Linked DNA regions of Ovis aries: region 1 is linked to region 2. A link is a contact called in public Hi-C data. All regions are on one chromosome and are shown on one strand. Each heading gives the region's core, a stretch centred on a gene start, on an enhancer-like site or on the middle of the called end of the contact. The rest is flanking DNA. Distances are from core to core; before and after follow the strand shown. Region 1 holds the start of XXYLT1 (xyloside xylosyltransferase 1). Region 2 holds the start of ACAP2 (ArfGAP with coiled-coil, ankyrin repeat and PH domains 2).

Region 1 (3,549 bases), core at 989-3,488, 170 kb before region 2:
ACAACAGACAGCCCTGCCAAGAAATGAGGACTCGATCCTGTAGACAACAACAACAAAAAAGGGAGTTCCCTGGAGGTCCAGTGGTTAAGACTGAACTTCTGCTTCAAGGGACACAGGTCGGGGAACTCAGATCCCACAGGCTGTGCAGTGCGGCCAAAAACAAACACCAACAGGCCCCTGAACCCTGCAGGAGGCCAGCACTGGCTCCCCTTAGTCACTCACCCAGCACAAACACATGGTACACTACTCTAATCTTACCACCCCTCCCCCTTCCACCAGTCTCCATCCTTTAAGATCAGCTACTAAGAACCCGCCTGCCAACGTAGGAGACATGAGACACGGGTTCAATCCCTGGGTCGGGAAGATCCCCTGGAGGAGGGCATGGCAACCCACTCCAGTATTCTTGCCTGGGGAATCCCATTGGACAGAGGACTCTGGTGGGCTACAGTCCATTGGGTCGCATAAAGCCAGACATGACTGGAGTGATTTAGTGCACACTATTTCTATCCCAAAATCACACATTAGATCCCCTCTGGGCAACTATTAGGTCAAAAGGAGACATGTAATTTAACTGAGGCCATTAACACTAAGCTTGGACTGCAAGGAGATCCAACCAGTCAATCCTAAAGGAAATCAATCCTGAATATTCATTGGAAGGACTGATATTGAAGCTGAAATACTCGAATACTTTGGCCACCTGATGCAAAGAACCAACTCATTGGAAAAGACCCTAATGCTGGGAAAGATTGAAGGCGGGAGGAGAAGGGGATGACAGGGGATGAGATGGTTGGATGGCATCACCGACCAGATGGACATGAGTTTGAGTAGGCTCCAGGAGTTGGTGATGGACAGGGGGGCCTGGTGTGCTGCAGTCCATGGGGTCGCAAAGAGTCGGACACGACTGAGTGACTGAGCTGACTGACTGAAGAATACAATCTCTCCCAAGCAGAGCCAGGTGGTCCAGCCTGGAACAAGACGACTAGCTCTGCTCTGCCCTCTCCAGATCTTATATCCTTACCTCTTGGAGCACTTTCTTGCTGGGAGGAACCCGCTGCTTCTCTAAATGGGTTCATGACCCTGAAGAGAAGGGAAGGAGGAGGCACACTGAGGAGATGAAATGGTTCACATGGGCTGGGTTTGGGCTGGACCAGTTTCAACTGAAATCCTTAGAGCTATGAGAAATGTCACTGTAATCTGAACAACTCAAGCGGCCTAAGACCTTGTCCAGCAGACAGTGCACTTTCAAGTGACCTGCTCCATCCTCAAAAGTCAAACACTGAAAAGAATAAAAAGAGGGGCAGACTTAAAGGCACTGACTGCTGAAATCAACCACGCCAGGAAAGAGCGGGCACGCTGATTCTCCAGGGGGCCGCAGTTAAAGGGAAGCTAGGATCAACGAAGTCAGCTAATAGAGGCTCCGAGACACGCCCCCTGGACCATGCCTGCAGCGTGCTGTGAACGCACAATTCAGGTAGGGTACGGATTAAGGGCTTAGGCTTCTGCTGGCACTGGCAATGGGCATCGCAACTAAGACACCTCCCTCCTGACCCCTGGATCCAGGCCAGGCCCCACAATGACCGAGTCACCTACCCGGAGCCTCTAGCTGGGGCCCCGCTCACCTTGCATTTGAAGCCGGCGGCGGGCGGCAGCAGCTCCCGCAGCAAAACCTTGGCCACCTCGCGGCTGGCCTCCTCGCTTACGAAGTGCAGGTTAAGCACCTCGTGCGCCTCGAACTTCGCGAGGCGCAGCAGGGAGCGGAGGGCGACGCGGGCCTTGGCCTGCAGCGCGGCATTGTGTTCGGCCTTGGTGAACATCATCAGCAGGTGGTAGTCCACCGGCCCGGCCCCGCCGCCCTCCAGGCTCTTGGCCTTAGCGCCCGGGGCCGGCGCCAAGGATGCCCGCGCCAGCTCCAGCGCCGGCGGCGAGGGCGCAGCAGGGGCCCCGGCGCGGGCCTCCTTCAGCCTCTTGGTGGCGCTGGAGAAGGTCTCCCGGCCCGAGCCCAGGTAGTAGAAAGCACAGACCGCCAGCGCCGCGGCCAGCAGCAGCGCGCAGTAGTGGGAGCGCACAGCGCCCAGACGCGCCATGGCCCGAGCGCACGGGGGCCCGCCTCGGAGGAGACCCATGCGCCGCCGGCCCGCGAACAGATCAGCCGGCGAGTTGCGGCAGAGACCAGTATCCCGGCAGCAAGTTAGCAGCCCCGGTAGCTGGCGGCAGCCATGGCGGGGGCGGAGCCGAGCTGCCAATCTGCGGGCGCTGATACGCGGAGAGGCGGTGCCAGGCTGCCTGGCAGCCACTGGGTCCTAAGCTCAGAAGGATTACAGCGGGGTCGGGCGGTGAGCCCGCGGGAGTCCCTCCAGCGTGTTCGACAGAGGCGGTGAGGACTTGGCCACACAAGCCAGCAGGCTGTGCGGTCTGTGGAAAATGGCCCTCGTTAAGCGCACAGCCCCAGGCGCTAGAAACCGAAGCTAAGCCTTCGGAAGCAAAAAGACTAAACTGGACGCACAAAAAATGTTCTCTATATCTTTTCCCTCCTAATTTCTTGAAGGCTTTATGTCCTCTCCCTGACTCCTTTCACACCTTGGCGACTAGGGCTAAAGAATTTAAACTAGCAACTCCTTTCCCATTCTCGGTGAAGTAGGATTGGCACCCGAGGTATGAATCACTTGCTCACCTCACTTGGCATCTGAGGCCGACCAGAGGCAACCTATGGGTTGTAGCCACCAGGGGGGCCACCTGCCACAAACTTTGGGTGGTTCAGAGCTCCCCAGGAAGCTTGTGGTTTTTTTTTTTTAACAGACTTCAACACTTTAAAAGAGACTTACTGTATACCCAGTGGTTTTACAAAATTAACTGAGGTGTAACTGAGGTCACTTGCTCAGGTCACACGGTCTCAGCTTTGACAGTGAAGCAGACACTCTTCCACAGCAGAAGAGGGTGCCTATATTCTGCCAACACTAAAATCTAAGAAAACTTTCAGTTCTCTCTCCTATCCACAGAACAATGGTTATCAAAATTTTATTGGTACTAGCAGCACTAGGGAGCTTGATAAAACACAAAGGCTCAGGCCCTATTACCTTCAACGAGTCTGGGCCTTGATGGTGATTCTTCTGCAAGCCAAAGTTTGAAAAGCAGTGCCCTGGATTTTCACACAGTCAACCTCTCCTGCTTCAGACCTTGGCTTGGGTGTCCCTGCCTCAAAGAGTGGTCTCTAAACACCAGCCCTTGCAGTGTCCAGATGAGGCACCATCCTCAAGGATACCATAAGGGCCACCTAAGAACTACCCATTCCCATCTTTCTCTGCTGCAAGAAGGCAAAACTTCAAGAGAGCAGGCAGTGTGTCTTTCTTTAACCATAATATCTCCAGTAACTGATGGTGCTTGACTCACTGAATGAGCATCAGAAATATACCCACCCATTGTAAACCATCATTTTCATAACAGAATAAGGGAAAATGTACTCAAATATTTAGCCACAAGGGTAATGCAGAGCTAGGTTTATGATGACAAGATATTAAAATCAAATGTTCATCAGTAAAGTGAAACTAAAGA
Region 2 (3,339 bases), core at 115-2,614:
TTTTAAGGCCTAAGGACAGCCTTATAAATGCAGTGTAAAACACAACCTAGCAAAACCTCACTCTTCAAAACAATTCAAGAGTTTTCTAAGATGCTCCTAACCGAAGGAGCCCGGGCTCTGGACACCCTCAGGGTTGCCGGCTCTCCAGGGAGGAAGGCCAGCCCATGTGCATCGGAGTGCCACCAAGTCAGTTTATGTGACAGATCCACTGGGAGCATCCGACGGTGAACGGGGCCCTCCCGGGCCAACGCTGCTGGAAGAGGAACAGAAATGCAATCTTCAGGGCCCTCCTACTTCCGTTCTCAAAACAGAAATGCACTGTTTCTCCTACTCCTCACCCCTCAGCCCTGTACTCTCGACAGCGGTGCCCCCTTCAAAGAGCTTAAGTGGAAAGAAAAGCCTAAGAGTCTAGGACCACAGTGGATAGAATAAGGCTGGTCAAACACTCCCACCCCCGACTCCCGTACAAATCAACCGCCAGCGCTAGAAGCACCCCTGGCCGGGAACAAGCCAGCATCAGAAATCGATGTCCCAGTTCGTCCCCCAGTCCTTCTTCCTAGGGGTAGGGGGAGCGGAAAAGCGCGAAGAGGAACTAAGTGAACTGCAGGAGGGTGCCCTGCAAGCGCCCTCCAAGAGGGGCTGGTGTGGGGGTGGAAACGAAGAAGGAGCGGAAGGGAGGGGAAAGGACGAGCGGCCAGAGGAAGGGGAGAGCGCGCGCCCGCAAAGGGCACGAGTCTTCGGGGACGCGGCTGCACCCCAGTTCCTCGAAACGGGTGCGCCCAGCCTCTTGGGCGCTCCGCCCTGGGCAGAGGCCAAGGAAGGGGCAAAAGGAGGCGACGTCCCCCTCCTGGCCCAGCCTCGCCCCTCACGAAGGGCTAGTCGGGGCTGTCGAACCCTCTCCGGGTCGGGAGCCACAGCAACGGCCGCACGCCCCGTCGGAGGGCGCGGACTGCGGGGGCCCCCCGCGCGTTCTACCGCCGGCTTTCACGCCCCCACCGCCGGAGGAGCTAGCTCCGGGTGACGCCGGCCCAGAGCCGGGCGGCTGCGCCAGTTACCTGAAACGGGGCGAGTCTTTCAGACACTCCTCGAAATCCACCGTCATCTTCATCCTGCCTCTGCCTCGCCTCGCAGGGGGCACTGGAAGAGTCGAGGGAGCCGCGGGAGCGGCTGAGCTGGGGACGCAGACGGCTACGGCGGGCGCACGGCCGCGACTAGCGCTGCGCGGAGCTGCGGAGGGCGCGTCGTCCACTGGTCATAGCAGCCCCGAAGACCGTGGCGGCAGCGACTGCTAGTCAGGCCCCAGTCCGGCCCCTCTTCCTCCCGCCCCCAGCAGATCGCCTGCCTCGGGGAAACGGCCCAGGACTGACAGCCTCAGCCAGCCAGCCACAAACCCAGCGGCCAATGGGAGGGGCTTTCGACCGCACCGCCTGCGGGCGCTCGGGCAACGCGCTTGAGCGACGGCAGAGCGAGCCAATAAGCAGCGCGACCGTGGGAGCCGCCTTGCCACAAGCATTCCCGAAGGCCAACCAGGATGCACGAGCGTCGTTAGGCGGGACGCATTGGTTGCTGGGAGGCCTGCAGCTGAGGCTCCTTGGGAAGGAAGTCACGTGGCTGCGCGCCGCGCTTCCCCTAGAGCCCCTCCTCCTCCTCTCCTGCTTCTCCAGCCCCGCCCTGTTGAGCTGCCAACGCGGAGGAGCCGCCGCCTGCAGGTCTAAGGAAGAAGAGTTGCTTTTCACGGCAGTTCTGGCAGAAATCTGAAAAGGTTAAGAGTCGAGATTATAAAAGGAAGAGATAGGCTTAGCCACCTCTTCCTTTCAGTTTACAGAAACTGAGGCCAGGAAAGGAGCGCGGATAACTTTAATGATAAAGTCCATCTTTCACTTACTGGCTTCATCACTTAACGATTTGAAAGTATCTGCCATGTTTATATTTTCATATAACCAGAGACTGCTTTCTGAAGGAGCTGGCATTCGGGGTGGGCATGGAAAGATCAGAAGGATTTAGACAGGTATGTAAGGCAGGGCTTTCTGTGTAGAGGAACCGATTTGAAAACCACAGAACACATTCCTCCTTACTGACGCCTTTCTCTCAGTAGCCTTTGCCAGTTTTAAGATGAGAGAGTTCTGAGAATACAGGCTCATTTACTCCAACTTGCAACACCTACCCCCTGATACACGACTTTTCTAGGAGCCGCTGTAAGATATTCATCATCTGATCCTTAAAATAACCCCCAGTCCCATACTTCTGATTCTTAGATTCCATGGATTCATCAGTTCAGTTCAGTCGCTCAGTTGTCTTCAACTCTTTGCCACACCATGGACCGTAGCACGCCAGGCCTTCCTGCCCATCACGAACTCTGGAAGCTTGTTCAAACTCATGTCCATCCACTCAGTGATGCTATCCAACCATCTCATCCTCCGTCGTCCCCTTCTCCTCCTGCCTTCAATCTTGCTCAGTATCAGGGTCTTTTCCAATGAGTCAGTTCTTTGCATCAGGTGGCCAAAATATTGAAACTTCAGCTTCTGTCCTTCCAAAGAATATTCAGGACTGATTTCCTTTAGGATTGACTAGTTTGATGTCCTTGCAGTCCAAGGGACTCTCAAGTGTCTTCTCCAACACCACAGTCCAAAAGCATCAGTTCTTCCGCGTTCAGCTTTCTTTGTGGTCCAACTCTCACATCCATACATGACTACTGGAAAAAACCATAGCTTTGACTAGACGGAACTTTGGCAGCAAAGTAATGTGCCATGGATTCATGGCATGTAAGTAAAAAGTACCATGGCTACACTGTATTTAAGTATATACTTTTAAACCCAACCTAAAAATCCTATCTGTGAAAATGCACAGGGAAGGTGTTTAGAACAGCATGGTGGTTCTGGAGGCAAGCTGGATTTGCCTCGATAAATGTTTCGTGTCCTCAGGCACTTCAGTTAGTCAAGACAGTCTCTTCTAGATTTGTAACCATTATGTCAAATTTAGAGAGTTGGCCATTTCTATAACAATTGTATTCCCGATGCATGGCAACTCATCTGTTTGTACAACATGTCAATACTTCAACACCAGTGTAACCTTTTGGAAGACACCTTTCTCACTGCAAAATGAAGATAACACCACTGATCTGATAGAGGTGTCTTGAGGCTGTCCAAAGGCATTTAACACAGTGCCACATTGTAATCATTCAGTAAATGTTGGCTATTATCATAATTGTACCACTTTCATCTTCAGTACCATAATCAGAGGTTGTTTACTTCTCACTTCCACTGCCTAAAGTCTTATATAACCCTTTGACCATGTGTTTAAGTATAGCATGATGGCATTCTGGTTTTCATAACTTAGTTA

Evidence for each region. Hi-C and Micro-C count contacts between places; a contact is called where the count stands out from the background.
Region 1: a contact with region 2 is called in a Hi-C map of hypothalamus, with 5 times the contacts expected there. The contact joins the promoter of XXYLT1 here to the promoter of ACAP2 in region 2. A contact is called at or near these places in 6 of 16 Hi-C or Micro-C datasets (blood, hypothalamus, liver and 2 more).

The regions. Positions count from the first base shown.
Region 1 is chr1:193,140,511-193,144,059 of ARS-UI_Ramb_v3.0, reverse strand. It overlaps XXYLT1 (xyloside xylosyltransferase 1), which reads right to left and starts at 2,238. Exons shown (of 4, transcript XM_027957138.3): 1 at 1,620-2,238. The coding sequence starts at 2,123.
Region 2 is chr1:192,971,328-192,974,666 of ARS-UI_Ramb_v3.0, reverse strand. ACAP2 (ArfGAP with coiled-coil, ankyrin repeat and PH domains 2) reads right to left here and starts at 1,364. Exons shown (of 22, transcript XM_060419307.1): 1 at 1,056-1,364. The coding sequence starts at 1,108.